2 separate regions of the Gadus morhua genome follow, and region 2 is linked to region 1. Evidence: chromatin contacts called from public Hi-C data. All regions are on one chromosome and are shown on one strand. Each heading gives the region's core, a stretch centred on a gene start, on an enhancer-like site or on the middle of the called end of the contact. The rest is flanking DNA. Distances are from core to core; before and after follow the strand shown. Region 1 holds the start of smek1 (SMEK homolog 1, suppressor of mek1 (Dictyostelium)). Region 2 holds the start of sod2 (superoxide dismutase 2, mitochondrial).

Region 1 (2,698 bases), core at 129-2,628:
ATTAAAATATGTCAGTGACATTTGAATCCATGTTATAGACTGACCTGTTGTTTCTGGTATGCTGTGTTTGGATTGATCTTGGACTCCAAGAGAAGGGAACCTGAAAGGCAAACAAATAAGTGTGTACTCATTATGTCCTAACAAATCGAATGAATGAGAAAAAGAAAACACAAGATCAACATAAGTATGTTTTTGTTTACGTGTGTGTGTGTTTCGGAACGATATCGTTCCAAAATATGTACAATAGTAAAGCATGGCTTAGAGAGCTTATATTGTGGCTCTAAACTTACCATCACTTTCTGCTCGCACCAGCAGAGAAGTGCCTTTCAATCTTTCGACGTAAGCCGAAGAGACGTGGCCGGTCCCACGGTCGTCCCATTGTCTGTCCTCATTGAGGGTATAAACTTTAACTCGGCGACGAGTGTCCGTCATCCTGGCAAGGTGGCTTTTATCGGTCCCACCCCGAACCTTAGCCTTGACTGTCTTGCCCACGTAATATCAGACTCAAAATCAAGTCACAACTGTCAATACGTCAATTTCAAGCTTGCTGGGGTCAACCGGACAAACAGTTTGACGAAACAGTCCCAATGCAGAGGGGCTGAATAATCAGGCTGATAAAACTTCCAGATGGAAGTATTCTGAAATGACTAAAATATTGCCCAGCGACGGCTGCATTTACCAATTTAATTCAGTTTGATTAACATTCTAGCAGACGGTGTTTGGTGTCTAGGATATAGAGGCTAGCTGCTAATCGATGTAAACCACAGACGAATGGTATAAAACACGTGTGAGGCAGAGAAAAACATTCGGAATTGCGGGATCACCTGTTTCTGCCCACTAATATCGGATAACGTTACAGTCTATCGGTACAATCCGAAAGCCAGCTAGCTATGTGGGCTATTGAGGTGTGTTAGCCAACCCAGTGCATTGAATAGCTAGCTAGGAAGCTAACTGCCTACGCTCAACATTTCCAACAATAAGTCAAGTTTAATACTGACGTGGAAACAATCACATAACGCTAACATCATTCAACGTCCAGCGACCACAAAAACAGTGCAATCGATAAACCGACGGTTACGATTATGTGTCCCAATAATACGATAGCAGGCTAGCATTAGCTGCTATTTCTTGCCCGAGTTTTCCGCCATGTTCTGGCTCGGGGCCGTGGAGAGACTCGTCTCTCCTTATTGCTTTCCGTGCATTCCAGAATATGCAGATAAACAGTAGAGGTGTGCGGTTTCTTCACGAATACGCATTACATGATAGTGCTATATGCCATTCATACGGGACGGCTTGCTTAGATAATTTCTAACAACCCCCCGTGAGTATTCGGCCATCTTGGGTCCCTTCAGTCGGTACGGGGTTTCCCGCACAGCAACAACAGGGCAGACCGCCACATTTAAAGAGACATTACACCAAACAATATAGACAATATAAAACCAAGTAATTCCAGCTATTATATTAAACACTGAAGCATAATTTTGATTATGAAAAGATTTATTACAGCTCTGTATAAATTAAAAAGATGTGATGCCAAAAGTCAGAATGAAAACAATATTTTATTTAGAAACACAAAACAGAAGCAAAGTAAATATATACTGAAAAAAAAAAATCGGGGAAAAAAGGGTGGAATGGTAACAGGCTACAAAATGTAACTTTGCTTCGCTTGACATTCAAAAGAAACCTATGCAGCCACATTCAAATAAACACCCCTCTGTCCACAGCAGCCTATTCTACAGGTATAAAAACATGTCAAATGGTGCTCATATAAACTGACCACATATTTGAAAGAAATCAGTATCTGACAACAAAAAAAAAAAAATCGGTCTCATGGAGCATTTCTGTCCTTGAAAATGAGGCTCCACTTTGCGAATATCAAATGTATGCCCCACCCAACCCCCACTCAATTATATATTTTAATTAAGTATCAATTTCTTTATGCACAGCAAACTTCTCCTAGATTTGAACTGCAGGGCAAACTCCTGGCATTTACTTCCCAGCCTGTTGTGCCTGACGCCGCAGGAGCACATAGATCTTCTCTTTAATCCAGTCCTTGTTGTATGGCTGGTATGTCTGGGTGTCAGCTCTGTACCTGTGAGGAAAAGTACAGTTACAAGAACGACAGAATGAATTGACCAAGTTCGCATGGCACACAACATCCTTCTTGAGCACTTATACTTACACAAGACAGCTCAAATCTGCCAGGTCATCAATAAAGTCAAACAACTGACTGATATCATAAGTGATGGACGGACTGTTTGGGTTCATCCTCTTTAAATGTTCCTCGTACATCTTGCACACACCTGAAAAAGAATTGCAGTACATCTCATGATCAGAGTTTTTGAACACAAATCTTCGAACATATATGGGAGGGGGAAAAAGGCAGGATTAATGTTGTAAATTCTTGCTCAATGAATATTTACATCTATAACTGCTGCAGCAGGCCATAGCTTGAAATATAACTCATGCAATGATGGATGTAGAACAATTACTTACAATGATGATTGATAGATCAAACAAATATTTGGCACAAAAAACAACAACTATGTGTCGTTTGTATAAAAGGAAACAAAATAGTGAAATTGTTATATTCTTAAAAATGTGAGCACTATTAGGAAGATGTAATCATACTTGTGAAAATAACCCATGAACAGCGTACGCTTAAAACACGTAGACCTCACCTTCCATACACTCATTG
Region 2 (2,698 bases), core at 93-2,592, 170 kb after region 1:
TGCAACGGAATAAGACAATGAACCAACAATATAGAAAAGAGAAAATAATATTTCATTGGGCATTTAAGTATCTATAGGAAACATTTGTATTTTGAAATGGTTTGCAAGGGATACGGTAAGTTTAAGAACAGAAAATGAAGCCCCTTAAAGAGATTTCCAATAGAGAAAGAGTGTAAGGAGGGAAAACATAATATTTCAGTACATAAGAAATTCCAGTTATACCTTTTTTTAAGGTAACGTTACATCCTCATATTTATATTATGTTCCGTCTGCGACGACGCTGAAGTTGGCATCCGATTCGCAGCATCCGATTCAGCAGCTGGTCCACTTTAAATCGGTCCTGATTGAAAACCACTACACCTAGACTCTTCAAATCTGGACTAAATTATCACAGTGAGGCATTACATTATAATAAACATAGTTACAGATTTGTGAAACCTTTTTTCTATTTGTGAAAATGCAATACAGGCTCATTTTAATGCTTTTTAGGGGTCCAGACCGCATTAGAACTTATCCTGATTAAAAACCACTACACCTAGACTCTTCAAATCTGGACTAAATTATCACAGTGAGGCTATACATTATGTAAAACATAGTTTCAGATTTGTGAAACCTTTATCCTATTTGTGAAAATGCAATGCGGTCTGGACCCCTAAAAAGCATTCAAATAAGCCTGTATTGCATTTTCACAAATAGGGTAAAGGTTTCACAAATCTGAAACTATGTTTTACATAATGTATAGCCTCACTGTGATAATGTAGTCCAAATTTGAAGAGTCTAGGTGTAGTGGTTTTCAATCAGGACCGATTTGAAGATTCTAAGTGGTTTTCAAGCCGAATCGGATGCTGCGAATCGGATGCCAACTTCAGCGTCGTCCAACTGCGTATGTTTGGTATCTGCAGTTAACATGCTTGGACTGGGACTCCCAAGTGTCCTATATTGCTGAAGTCATTGTCATCTCATCGAATCCAACCCTGACCATTTACGTGCTCCGTATGTATTACTTCTCCAGTAGAGGGACACGTTTGAAAGTTGTCAAAAGGCATTTGAATGATCACAAGCTAACCTATCTGTGATGCTAGGCTACCATAACGTGCATGCCAGCTAGCCTAGTCTCTTGTCTTTCTGAAAGTCACGAACAGCTACAAATAAATTCTTCTGGACTTCCCAATGCTCCTTAACAACATGTGCGTTACACCCGACTCTGATACTACTTTACCTGTGTATTTGTCCCACTCTGCTGAGCATGATCCCAGTGTTCAGACTCCTCAGCACTGGAGGCACAAGTTCAGTCACACTGTCTGCCCTTGGAAATGTTACGTCCCTTTAGCAGACTGAACCATTATCACGAGGAAGGGGTGGACAAGTCTGTCGATCATAATTTTTTTTACACTTTACCTCTGATTTCATTCTCGCAAAACATATTTAAAATGCACAGTCTATGAAAGGGATATTCGATACAGCGATGTGATTATTAATTTGTTGATTGTTTTATTTTGTCGCATTGTTCATAATACCAATATCAATGATTTTTTGGGTAAATTGGTTTCTGGTTTAAACATTTAAGCGGTGTTTCTTACTGGTAATGTGGATATAACATGACAAAAAATAACTATTATTATGTAACCGCGTTAATCCTATGAAATGCAGAAACTCAAACACAGAGTTATCACGTGAGCGTCGACTGCAGCGGGCTGCAGCCAGTGTTGCCAGATTGGGCCATATTTTCCGCCCAATCTGGCAACGCTTGCTGGAGGATGAGATTTTGGCATTACAAACTAATATTAAGCTTAAATCTAGGGCTCATGGGAAACGTCTGAACTTACTCACAAAGGAAAAGTATCCAAACATGAGGAAATGTTCTACCTCCTTGACTGCATTATTTGGCTCTTCTATATTATTATTATAGCCTTTTCCCACATGAAGATTATTAAGTATATCAAATACCATTCCACCATGACTGATGCTCATTTGGAAGCCTGCTGGAGAATAGCCTCCAGCAGCTACTTATCAGAGGTAAAGGTTTTTTGTTTTTTTAAAGTACACATATATTTGAGTCAGACTATCCACCCCTTCCTCGTGAAAATGGTTAATTCCGCTAAAACCAGTGTTGCCAGATTGGGCGGGAAATATGGCCCAATATGGCAACCCTGGCTGCAGCGCGGACCAGTGCGGGCGAAGGACGGCGACGGCGCATCGGGCTTTCTGCGGCTGCCGCCATATATTTTTCGTGCTAATTATGATGGCGAATGTATCGACACACGGATATTACAACTAGCTTCACCAGAACCAACACGGAGGCCGTACCTATCGTTTGTTGATCGTCGATTATTGGACCCGAGTGTGCGGATCTGTAGCAAACTGAGCGGGTAAGTGGAGCTTAGTCTGCTTAGCAGCAGTCCGCTAGGCTCCGGAAAAGGAGCGCCAGGGAGGGAGCCTCTTCCTTCACCGCCATTTTGTGATAACAAGAAGCCGAATCGGAGCCAGTATTTACACGCTGTTCGGCTTGAACACTGACCAACTTGTTAAGCTGTACGGTACGCGAATTGTGTTAAACTTGAGTTTAAATATATAGTTCGTACGTATTTGCGAGTTCACGTTTTTACATTTGGTGCTCCTGTGCGCTGCACGCACGCGCCTCAGCGCAGATGCCTGTCCAGTCCATCAAGGCACGTCACTGCATTTTTTTGTATTTACT

The links. A called contact is a pair of places that touch in the nucleus more often than the background predicts.
Region 2: a Hi-C map of blood shows a contact between it and region 1, with 5 times the contacts expected there. The contact joins the promoter of sod2 here to the promoter of smek1 in region 1. A contact is called at or near these places in 4 of 6 Hi-C or Micro-C datasets (blood, gill and spleen).

The regions. Positions count from the first base shown.
Region 1 is chr21:19,084,109-19,086,806 of gadMor3.0, forward strand. It overlaps smek1 (SMEK homolog 1, suppressor of mek1 (Dictyostelium)), which reads right to left and starts at 1,379. Exons shown (of 15, transcript XM_030344565.1): 1 at 291-1,379; 2 at 45-100. The coding sequence starts at 432. It overlaps erh (ERH mRNA splicing and mitosis factor), which reads right to left. Exons shown (of 4, transcript XM_030344570.1): 2 at 2,682-2,698; 3 at 2,183-2,303; 4 at 1,541-2,092. The coding sequence ends at 1,990.
Region 2 is chr21:19,255,653-19,258,350 of gadMor3.0, forward strand. It overlaps sod2 (superoxide dismutase 2, mitochondrial), which reads right to left and starts at 1,343. Exons shown (of 5, transcript XM_030344883.1): 1 at 1,220-1,343. The coding sequence starts at 1,248. It overlaps wtap (WT1 associated protein), which reads left to right and starts at 2,140. Exons shown (of 8, transcript XM_030344880.1): 1 at 2,140-2,369.